Regions from separate parts of the Cricetulus griseus genome. Here region 1 is linked to region 2. A link is a contact called in public Micro-C data. All regions are on one chromosome and are shown on one strand. The core of a region is the stretch at or near the end of the contact, and the rest is flanking DNA. Distances in the headings are between cores, read along the strand shown.

Region 1 (5,015 bases), core at 798-3,297, 45 kb before region 2:
AAGCCCTAGTGAGAGAAGGTGTATTGATGGTTACAAAAGCCTGGGAATGGGGCATGTAGGGAGTGACCATGAATGGGGTGACGTTTGTTCTTTTTGAGGGATGGGCTTTCCTTAGAGAAGAGGGAAATGGCCTTCCTTACACTGAGTATGGCAGTGTGACTATGCTAATAACTACACTGTGCGCTGGGAGTGAGTAAATTGTGGTTCAATGAAACTGTTCTGCTAAAAAGAAGTTTAGAAACAAGACACAGAAATCCCCCTAAAGGAAAACCCAAAAAGTTTGCTCTTCATCTTCCTCCCAGTGAGCTATCTCTTCCCAGGTACCTCGTCCCTATCTAATGGTTTGTGGAAGGGATGTAATGACACCAGTTGGCCTCTGGAGGGCCGCCGGAACACAATCCAATTTTTACGAACTGGGTTGGGGTGAGAAAAAGCAACGCTTCCCTGGTCGTTGCTGGAATGTGTGGGTCAGCTTTGAACTGGTCTGGAGGTGGGCGCAACAAGTACAGGAAAAGCTCAAGGGCCCAGCAACAGCTGGAAGGAAGGTGGCTCTGGGTGTTGTTTGTCCACTGCTAGTGGGTTCCCATCTAGGGAGGGGAAGTGAAGAGACTTGGGACCAGTGAAGAGGGGCATGCTAGGGGTTTTTATCTGCCACTCCTCCGCGCCCCGAGAAGCTAACCCCACTGAGTAGCAAAGCAATAGAGTCTGCCACTCTAGAGTAGAGGCAAAGAAGGACCCCTCAACCTCAGTCTTCCGGAATTACTTAAAATGAGCCTCAGTCTAAACCAGATGCCAGCATGAGGATCACCTTTTAAAGAAAAGGTGTTGACAGCCAAGCACTGGGCCGAGCTCCGGGAGTCATGTTGAAGAGAATGAGGAGGAATTATATGAGCAAGTGTGTGTGTGTGTGTGGGGGGGAGAATCAAGATCAATGCGGGGAATCCCACAGAGACTGGAGCTCTTGGGATCTCACAAACTCTAGACAGCTAGGGAGCCTGTGTGGCACTGCCCTAGGCCCTCTGCCTGTGGGTGGCAGTTGTTTAGCTTGTTCTGTTTGTGGGGCCCCTAGCAGTAGGACCAAGATCTGTCCCTGGTGCATGAACAGGTTTTTTTGGAGCCCATTCCCTATAGTGGGATGCCCCACTTAATCTTGAGGCAAGCAGGAGGGGCTTTGTCCTGCCTCAACTTGATGTGCCAAGCTTTGTTGACTCCCATGGGAGGCCTGCCCCTTTCTGAGGAGTGGATTCGGTCCTGTGGGTGGGGTAGGAAGGAGGTGGGGGAGGGAACTGGAGGAAAGGAGGGAGAGGAAACTGGTTGGTAAGTAAAATAATTTTTTTAAAGGAAAAAAAAGAAAAGGTGTTGAGTTTGAAACGCTGAGAAAGCAAAATTTTCCCTTGGGCTGGAGAGATGGCTCAGCAGTAAAGAGCAATTACTGCTCTTAGAGACCAGGAATTTGGTTCCCAGTAGCCACATTAGGTGGCTCACAACTATCTGAAACTCCAGCTCCAGGGGACCTGTAGTCACAGGTACATAACCACACACAGACACCATCAGTACTCATAACCAAAAATAAAATAAATCTTAAAACACTCAACAGTGAGCTGGTTGGTGGGGTGGCTCATGCCTTTAGCCCCAGCACTCATGAAGCAGAGGCTGGAGGATCTGAGTTCAACACCAGCCTGGTCTACAGAGCAAGTTTCAGAACAGCCAAGGCTATACAAAGAAACCCTGTCTCGAAAAACCAAAAATCAAAACCAAAAAATAAAAAACAAAACTTCAGCAGTGAAATACATTTGTAAAAAAAATCCATTTATGGTGTGTATTTTTGTATCTTGAACTTCCAGACAGAGCACGGCACTTAGTAATGGGCAATTGGGTGGGTGGAAGGAGTTCAGATACACACCATGATTTCTAGTCGCAGGTCAGGGCAGTTAGTCCAGGTGGCCAACAGAGGGCGCTATATACCTAGAGGAGCAAGGCGCGGTCCCAGTGCAGAGCCTATCTGAAGACACAAATTCAGCTCTCTGCTTGCAACAGAGGCAGAGATTGCATCATCAAACAGTGAAGAATCCCAACATCCGCATGCAAGGAGGCTGGGAAGAATCGGACATCCTCCTTGCATGGCTGTCCCCTAGGCATCAGGAAGCAAAGTCAGCAGCTTGAAGGACTGAGTTTTTGTTCACAGGGAAGGTGTTCAAGAGAAGAAATGAGCCCAGGAAACCTCACTGTGAGTTAGACCTTAAGGTACATCTCTGGCCTTTGTCTGGTGTGCATCAGAAGTCAGGATTACACAGAAATCCCTGTAAACTACCCAGTAGAGTGTCTACTGGGACTGTCCCCCAACAAGGATTAGCCTTGCAAGGAACAGTATTTCTGGCAAATCAAACCTTTCCCCATCTGTTAAACCAAGTCCACAGGCACAGGGGAAATAGAAAATAAGGGTGTTGGATGAGAGCAGAGCTTTCCTGCCCACTGGGCTCCACTGCCTGCAGGTGTGAGCTTGCACTGATATCCTGGGAGTCTCAAGCCAGGCAGATGGGTTCAGAAGCAATAGGATGAATGAAGCGAGGCAGGCTGCACCTGTGTGGAACTGCTTCTCTGAATTTTGTCCCAACCATATGTCTGTTTCTTCTTTGACTGGTCCTTGGGTTTGTTGTCTTTCTCTTTGTTGTGATGAGAAACTCTGCACCAAGAAGATGACAGGCAGGCATTAATGGGAATGGAGATGGGATGAGGGAAGTGTGTTCTTCAGAGCATTTGTCCTGGACCCACCCTCAGGCATGTCCTCTATGTGCAGCCATCCTGTCACAGGAAGGCTGCTCAAGGACAAATCAAGAAATGATGGTATCAGATCCAGTGGAAAGGGTTGTGGAAGGAGCCTGCGGATTGATGAGCAGGAAGGCCAGGAAAGTTTATTTCCTGTGTTGGTCACCATCTGGAGCACAGTACACTCTCAGAGCCAAGGGAAGAGGGAAATAAGACCTTAAAAGAATTGTGCTCTTGCAATGAAAACCAAAAACTTTAGTGCTAGTGGTTGGTTCCTGTCTCAATTTCTCCCCCAACACCCCCAGCCTGATCCTCTTGTGGGAGGAAAGAGGGGCATAAAGCCCTTGTCATATGCTGAACACCAAGGGCATCACACTTAATAGTGGCACAGCTTTCTTCAGGAGAACCAGCTCTGACAGCGCATTGCTATTGACCTTGGAGGTCACTGCCTGTGACCAGGTCTGGCTATCTGCCCTCAATAAGCCAATTTTAAAAGCCAAATTAAAAGTGGAAAGCAGAAAAAGGAAATTTACTCAACGTGGCCACCCTCGGAAGAGGGACAAAGAGATCCTCCAAACCCATCTTCGTCTTCAGGGTCCTGGAGTGAGATCAGAGTTCAGACAGAGAGCCAAAGACATGCACATCTAAGCATCCCTGGTCTTTCTGGTCCCACCTACTGCTGGTCTTTGTCTGGGCTTTGGCTCATGCTGTAAGGTGGCCTGACAAATTGTTAAAACTGTGTGAAATCTCTCTCCAGAGTTAAGCTTCCCTTCTGGCTGGCGTCTTTCCTTCTCCCAGTATGAGATTTCTGGGCGAAATTCCCGTTGGGGGAGGGTTTCACTGTGTCAACAATCTGATAGTTGGTGTCTCTTTAGGATATTTTCATTTCTGCCAGGCGGGTTACAATGTCACAGGGGTCCTGTCAACTATTCTAACTCATGAGTGTAGAATCCCATCCGTAAGAAGCCTATGCCACCAGTTGAAAACCTGAATGTTCATGGAGAAGAACTAGGGAAAACTTAAAGATGGAATCAGGCATTTGTAGGAACTGTTTCAAGTGGCTGACAATCAGATGACCAAAAAGATGAGAATCACCCAAACTCAAGGGAGCTTGAGGAGACAAAGCAGCCTGTGGGGATAATGTGGCATGTGGAACCCTAATCATGTCCTGTTTAGAGAAAGGTACCCTGTGGGCCCAAGATGCAGCAAAGAAGAGAAGGATTGGGCAAGCCAAAATGTCAAGGAGTGGGGCCACTGGGCAAGCTTCAGGCTTTGCTCTGTACAACTATCTCCAGGGTCAGCAGGGATCCATCTCACACCCCAAGTCAGAAGAATTCCTAATTATCTCTACCTTGACGCTTGCAAAGAGAGCCTGTCTGACCCATTATTCACATCCAGGGGCCCCTATGCCTTTCTTATTGTAAGTCTAGGTTTGGTAAAGGGAAGTTGGTACAACAGACAGAGAGCAGTGGTTCTCCCTCTATCACCACCGGGACCATTGTTCTGAATGACAACACAGTGGTAGCTTCAAACAACAGAACTTTTTTTTTTTTTCTGCAGTTCTGGAGGTCACAAGTCAGAAGTCAGCATGTCAGCAGGCACGCTCACTCCCTCTTGGAAGGTTCTAGAGAACATAAGCCCTTTTGCCTCTTCCAGCTTCAGGCTTCTCTAGTGTCCTTGGCTTGTAACTGTACTAGCGTTCTGGTTCTATCTTTCCGTGGCTGCCTTTAGTATGCTTCAGTTGACATGTTGTGGGGTATCCACCAGAGAAAACTGCTTGGACACAGGTTCAAGTCAATAGTAAGTCTTTATTAGCTGGCCGATGACTACACTGGATATTTGGGCCCCCCTCCCCCCTGCCAGTGTAGCCCCGAGCCTTTCTTGGGTTGAGCTTTTAAGCACAACAAAACACACTCTTGGTTGACACACCTCAGTTAGCAAGAACAGTTAGCCAGAATCAAAACTACAGAAGCCAAAAAGCAAGGGACTTAGGGACTTTCCCAGAACTACAGATTTTGTTAGATTAGGTCTTTGCTTTCATTTTTGGCAGATGGTGCATCATACATTCTAGGTTCCAGGGCCTGGATGGCACTTCCATCATGGTATCAGCTGTGTTAAGGTCTTGGGACCTCTAATAACGCCCTCCCCTCTTTCCCTGATAAGGGCCCTCACCATTGGATGCAGCTCCTGCCCTAAGACTTTTTATTTTGTTTTGATTTTGTTTCTTTTGAGACAGGTTTCTCTGTATA
Region 2 (4,921 bases), core at 113-2,612:
CACCCAGCCTGGTGGTGTGGGAGGGACATTACCATTTTGATTTTCAGCTTGCTCTGTGGGAGCCTAGTATACTAACTTAGTCCCAAACAAGGACAGCCTGTAATTTTTCAGAAAACATATTTTTTTATATAAATGGCAATGAAATAATTCATAGAGGACACACAATAAATGAAGTGGTCAAGTTCTCATTGGATGCTGAAGGCAAAGCTGGCAGGCTCTGATAGATTAGAGGCTCTCCCTCTGTGAAGACTGGGATACCCTTTACAGTGAGATCCGCTGATAAAGGCTTCCAAAAGTTCAGGAGACCTCCTTACAAGATCGGCATACCGGTCATATCATTTCATCACTGCGTGATTTTTCCATTCGCTGTTTTAAAACAACGTGTGTTTGGTGCCTTATTATAATTCCAAACACTGCTCAAAGTGTTCCTATGTCATCGACCTCCCTCTATGTGTTCATTAAAACTGTCTGCTGGGAAGTATAAATTAATAAATCATTGGTTAATTCCACAGGAATATCATATCTGTGGCTGACAATGACCCCCATTATTGATAAAGGACGCTTAAGAACACACATATCATCCTTTTCTCTTTTTTTTCCTACGAAGACTGCGAGGCCATGGCGGTATTTATATGGTCTGTTCCCCTCACCCCATGTCCCATGATTATTGGGCCTTTATGTATATGCATCTAATTTTTAAAAGCTTTTTTTTGTGTATTTGTGTTTTGTCTGCATATGTCCGTGCATCATATGCTTGAGTTACAGACAGTTGTGAGCCACCATATGGGTCCTGGGAATTGAACTGGAAAAGCAGTCCGCGCTCTTGACCACTGAACCATCTCTTCAGCCCCATAGACTGTAGTTCTTGATTTTGGAGCAGAGATCTGAAGGAGTCTGGGAGGCGAAGAAGAGATTTGGGTACTAAGCCTGGGGTGAGTCCCTCCAGGGTGAGCTGCCACCACTGGCCCTAGCGAGGAAGTACCATATCAAAGGGAGGGGTTTTGGGGCCTTTCCTGACAAGGGCGAGGCTGAGGCGTTAACTAGGGCATTATTGTAAAGAAGTCCAACGACAAAAGATTTACAACCAAGTCCTAAAATTTCTTTAAAGTGTGTCTCTCATCCAGTTTGGAGCATGAAACCTGGTAAGGTTAGTTGTCAATGGCTCTCCATGTGGGGGTTGGCACAGCTCAGCCTCTGTTACCCACCAACTCTGGCCCAAGCAGGCTTGAAGCTTCTGGGGACCAAGGACAAGCGACAGGGAAAGCCCGGTTTCGGGTGTCCCCGCCCACAGGGGCGCGGCCGCGCGGCGCTGTCATTGGTGGCCGAGAAGGTGACGCGCAACACTGGCCGTGGCCGCGGGGCCCGCGGAGGGCGGCGCGCGGCTGATGAAACCGGCTCGGATCCCTCCCGCGCGCGCCATCCCCTCCTCCAGCAGGTGTGAGCGGTTCTTTACCAGCGGTCCCCACCCAGCTCAGCATCCCGTTGCCTTCTCGGTGAGTACGCGACTCGGGTGAATGTCCAGAAAGCTCTAAAAGCCTGGGTCACCTCTCTGTGTGTGGGAACCCAGGGTCTGGCGTGGCCGCTCAAGCGAGGCGAGGGTTCTTCTTTACCTCTCCATCTCCGGGGATACGTGCGTGGGACGCACACCCGTGTTCCGGTCACCTCTTCCGAGTCCATCTTGGTCCTTTGCAGGCACGGCATGGTGCATGATGCAACAGCGAGGGGGTGTGAGCACGGGTGACCCGGGTACTCTTGCCACGCGTGGCCGTGAAGGGCTCCACGTGGGCGCGGGGACTCGTCTACGCTGACTGCCTCCGGTGGCATCCGGAGCCGCCACTGCCTGGGAGATCTTCCCTTACATGGCGCGGTGCGCGGCACCCCGCCCCGCCACGCGGTCCCGGGCAGTGTCGTCAGCCGAGCCGCGAGCAGGGTGGACTCCATCAGGTCCCCAGGCCGGTCCCCTGTGAACGGAGACTTGGGATTCCCGCTCTCGGGGTCGCTTCCGTAGTCCCCAGAGATGACTTTGGAGGGACTCTTCGGGTGGGTTTTCCTTGTGACCTGATTCGGCCTGCACAGACTGTTCTTCCAGATGGTGTGGAGTGGGAGGAAGTTCTTCCGGCTCCATAGACAACCTGTGCTCAGCGTGTTCCTCTCTGCGTAGTGGAAGACTTCCTGGGCACGGGTAGGTCACCATCCACGCTTGTCCGCAGAGCAGCCTGGTGCCAGTATCGCTCTCTCCAGTCCACTTCCTGGCGTGTTGAGATAGCCTGACATGTGCCGTCAGGAAAACAAAACAAAACAAAACAAAAAAACTGCATTTCCCAGCACCCACGGTTATACTTTCACGTGCTGGAGGACAGGGCTGGGATTTCAAACATAGGTATATTTTCCCTAAAGGTGAGTAAAGTTGCACTAGAACCCCGAACATTATTTCTATTTGCATATCCTAGCTGTGATGGAGTCAGTTTGTAATTTACTTGGGATTTTTTTTTTTAACATTTCTTGCCATTCATATGTGGTTAAGATAATAGGAAACCACGATACAGTCATCCCCCTGTTATTTTTAGTTGGTCTCAATGGAAATTATTATTTTTATGTGAGCACGCCCTTTTGTCAACAAAACCGAAGGGCTTAAGTCATGTGACCCAAATAGAAATTTAGGGGAAAGCCAACATGTGGATTGAAACAGCTTTGAAAAGTTTAGCATTTTGAGATCATGTTTTATCTAAGGCTGAAATTTAGAGGGCATATAAGGGGGGCTTAAATAAACAAACAGAACAAGAGTTAAATAGAAAACAGAGACACCTCAGTGGCTGGTTTTAGATTTATCTATTTATTAAAGGTCTGAAAACAATCCTAATTCCATTAGGGATTTCTCTTCTAAGATACATGGTCATCTCTCCACCCCCACCTCACCCTGTACCCCACTGCCACGCACCCCCTTCATATAGGCCAGACTGGTCTTAAACTTGCTACTTAGCAAAAGATGACCTTGAGCTTCTGATCCTCTTGCCTCCCTCTACCTCCCAAATGCTGGGATTGCAGGCATTCACCCCCAGATCCAACCCAGGGTCTCCTGCATACCAGGCAGGCACTTCACCAACCAAGCTACACCCCCAGCTCAGATAGTATTTAAAAATTTAAAACAGCTTTCATTTATTATTCTTGTGTGTGTGTGTGTGTGTGTGTGTGTGTGTGTGCATGCGTGTGAGTGTGTGCGCGTGCGCAAGCTGCACATGTGCACGTGTGTGCCACTGTACATGTGGAGCCCATTCTTTTTTACCTTTATGTGGGGCTTGGGGATCGAACTTGGGTTGCAGGCTTGCATAGCAGACACATGGCAAGCTGGGTTATTTTGTAGGCCACAGATCACATTTTCTGATGTATTTAAGTCTATTTATTGGTGTTTAAGTCTGTTCTCTTTTTACTAAGCCCTGTAAAAACAAGTAACAGCATGGTTGTGAGATGCCCAGTGAACTGCACCTTCCTCCTTACTAACCATGGAGATAGAGGTGTCTATTAACACTAGGGAGAAGTGGGAAGAAGGAAGTCCTTGTTAGGGAAAGAAATGTCCAGTAACCCTGGGGACATCTAGACATCTGTGCCGTCTCACCCACAGGCATCACCTGTAATGTCATTTCACCTAGTTCTTAGTCACCACTCCAGGCAGGACCTGTAGTTAACACCTTAGTGAGTGGCTCTCAATCTTCCTACTGCTGCCACCTTTTAATACAGTTCCTCATGTGGTGACCTCCAACCATAAAATTATTTTTGTTGCTACTTCATAACTGTAATTTTGCTACTGTTATGAATTGCACTGTAAATATCTGATATGCAGAATATTTGACACAAGACAGGGTCCTTTGACCCCAGGGATCCTGACCCACAGGTTGAGAACCAGTGCCCTTGTTTTTGTTTATTGTTTTCTTTTTTTGGTCTTTTGAACCACATGTGAGGCTGGGGAGGTGGGGAGTGGGTGTGGGAGGGTGGTGTGTGTGTTTGGGACTAATACTAGGGCCTCTAACATGCTAAACATATGTTAGCTACTCCATCACCGAGTTGCACCCCTGGCCTATTGCCTGGATGAATTTTAGCAGTAGATCAGGTAAGATTGGCTTAGCATTTCTGTGTGAGGAGAGGGCAAGTGCTGCCCTGAGGGGATGGATCTTAGGCTGCATGGGAGATGGACGTTTGCACAGTTTATATTTATTCCAAGCTTTATTATTGCTTATGTGTCTGTGTGTCTGTGTGAATGAATGCCACATGTTTGTGAGTGCCCCTAGAAGTCAGAGGGGGAGTGTTGGATCCCTTGGAGCTGAAGTTACAGACTGTTGTCAGATGTCTGATGTGGGTGCTGGCCAAGAACCTGGGCCCTTTAGAGCAGCAAGCCCTCGTAAACACCAAACCATCTCCCCGGCACTGGAAGTTAGGACTTTGGGAAAGCCACAAAATAAATTGGCCATTTTATTTTGGCTGATTTATTTGTTCGTTCATTCGTTCGTTTGTTCGTTCATTCATTCATTCATTCATTCATTCAAAGTCTTGCTGTATAGAGACCAAGTTGGCCTCAAACATGAGGACCTGCTGGCTCGGCCTCCATAATACTAGGATTACAGATATGCACTACCATGCCTGTCACTGCAAATAACCTTAGAAGAAATTATTCATTTATTTAGAGATAAGGTCTTACTGTTTTGCTCTAGCTGGCCTGGAAACTCACTGTCTAAGCCAGACTTACCTGGGATTCACCGAGATCTACCTGCCTCTGCCTCCTGGGTACTGGGATTCAAGGTATGCACCACCATGCCTAGCTACATGTTTGCATTTAAAATTTACAAGTATGTATGTATGCCTGTTTCTCTGTATGTGCACCCTGTATGTTCAGAGGCCAGAAGAGAGTGTCTGATTCCTTAGAGCTGGA

What was found. Hi-C and Micro-C count contacts between places; a contact is called where the count stands out from the background.
Region 1: a Micro-C map of the CHO-K1 cell line shows a contact between it and region 2, with 3 times the contacts expected there. The contact joins the enhancer-like site here to the promoter of Slc7a1 in region 2. A contact is called at or near these places in 2 of 8 Hi-C or Micro-C datasets (the CHK-Q cell line and the CHO-K1 cell line).

Annotation. Positions count from the first base shown.
Region 1 is chr4:84,293,698-84,298,712 of CriGri-PICRH-1.0, reverse strand. No RefSeq gene overlaps it. Among named protein-coding and RNA genes, the nearest start is that of Slc7a1, 45 kb to the right of the region's middle. Within about 2 kb of position 2,047, at least 2 of the 6 cell types and tissues checked have open chromatin away from gene starts, as enhancers often do. A contact at or near this core is called in the CHO-K1 cell line, where this site is marked.
Region 2 is chr4:84,247,883-84,252,803 of CriGri-PICRH-1.0, reverse strand. It overlaps Slc7a1 (high affinity cationic amino acid transporter 1), which reads left to right and starts at 1,362. Exons shown (of 13, transcript XM_027413708.2): 1 at 1,362-1,493.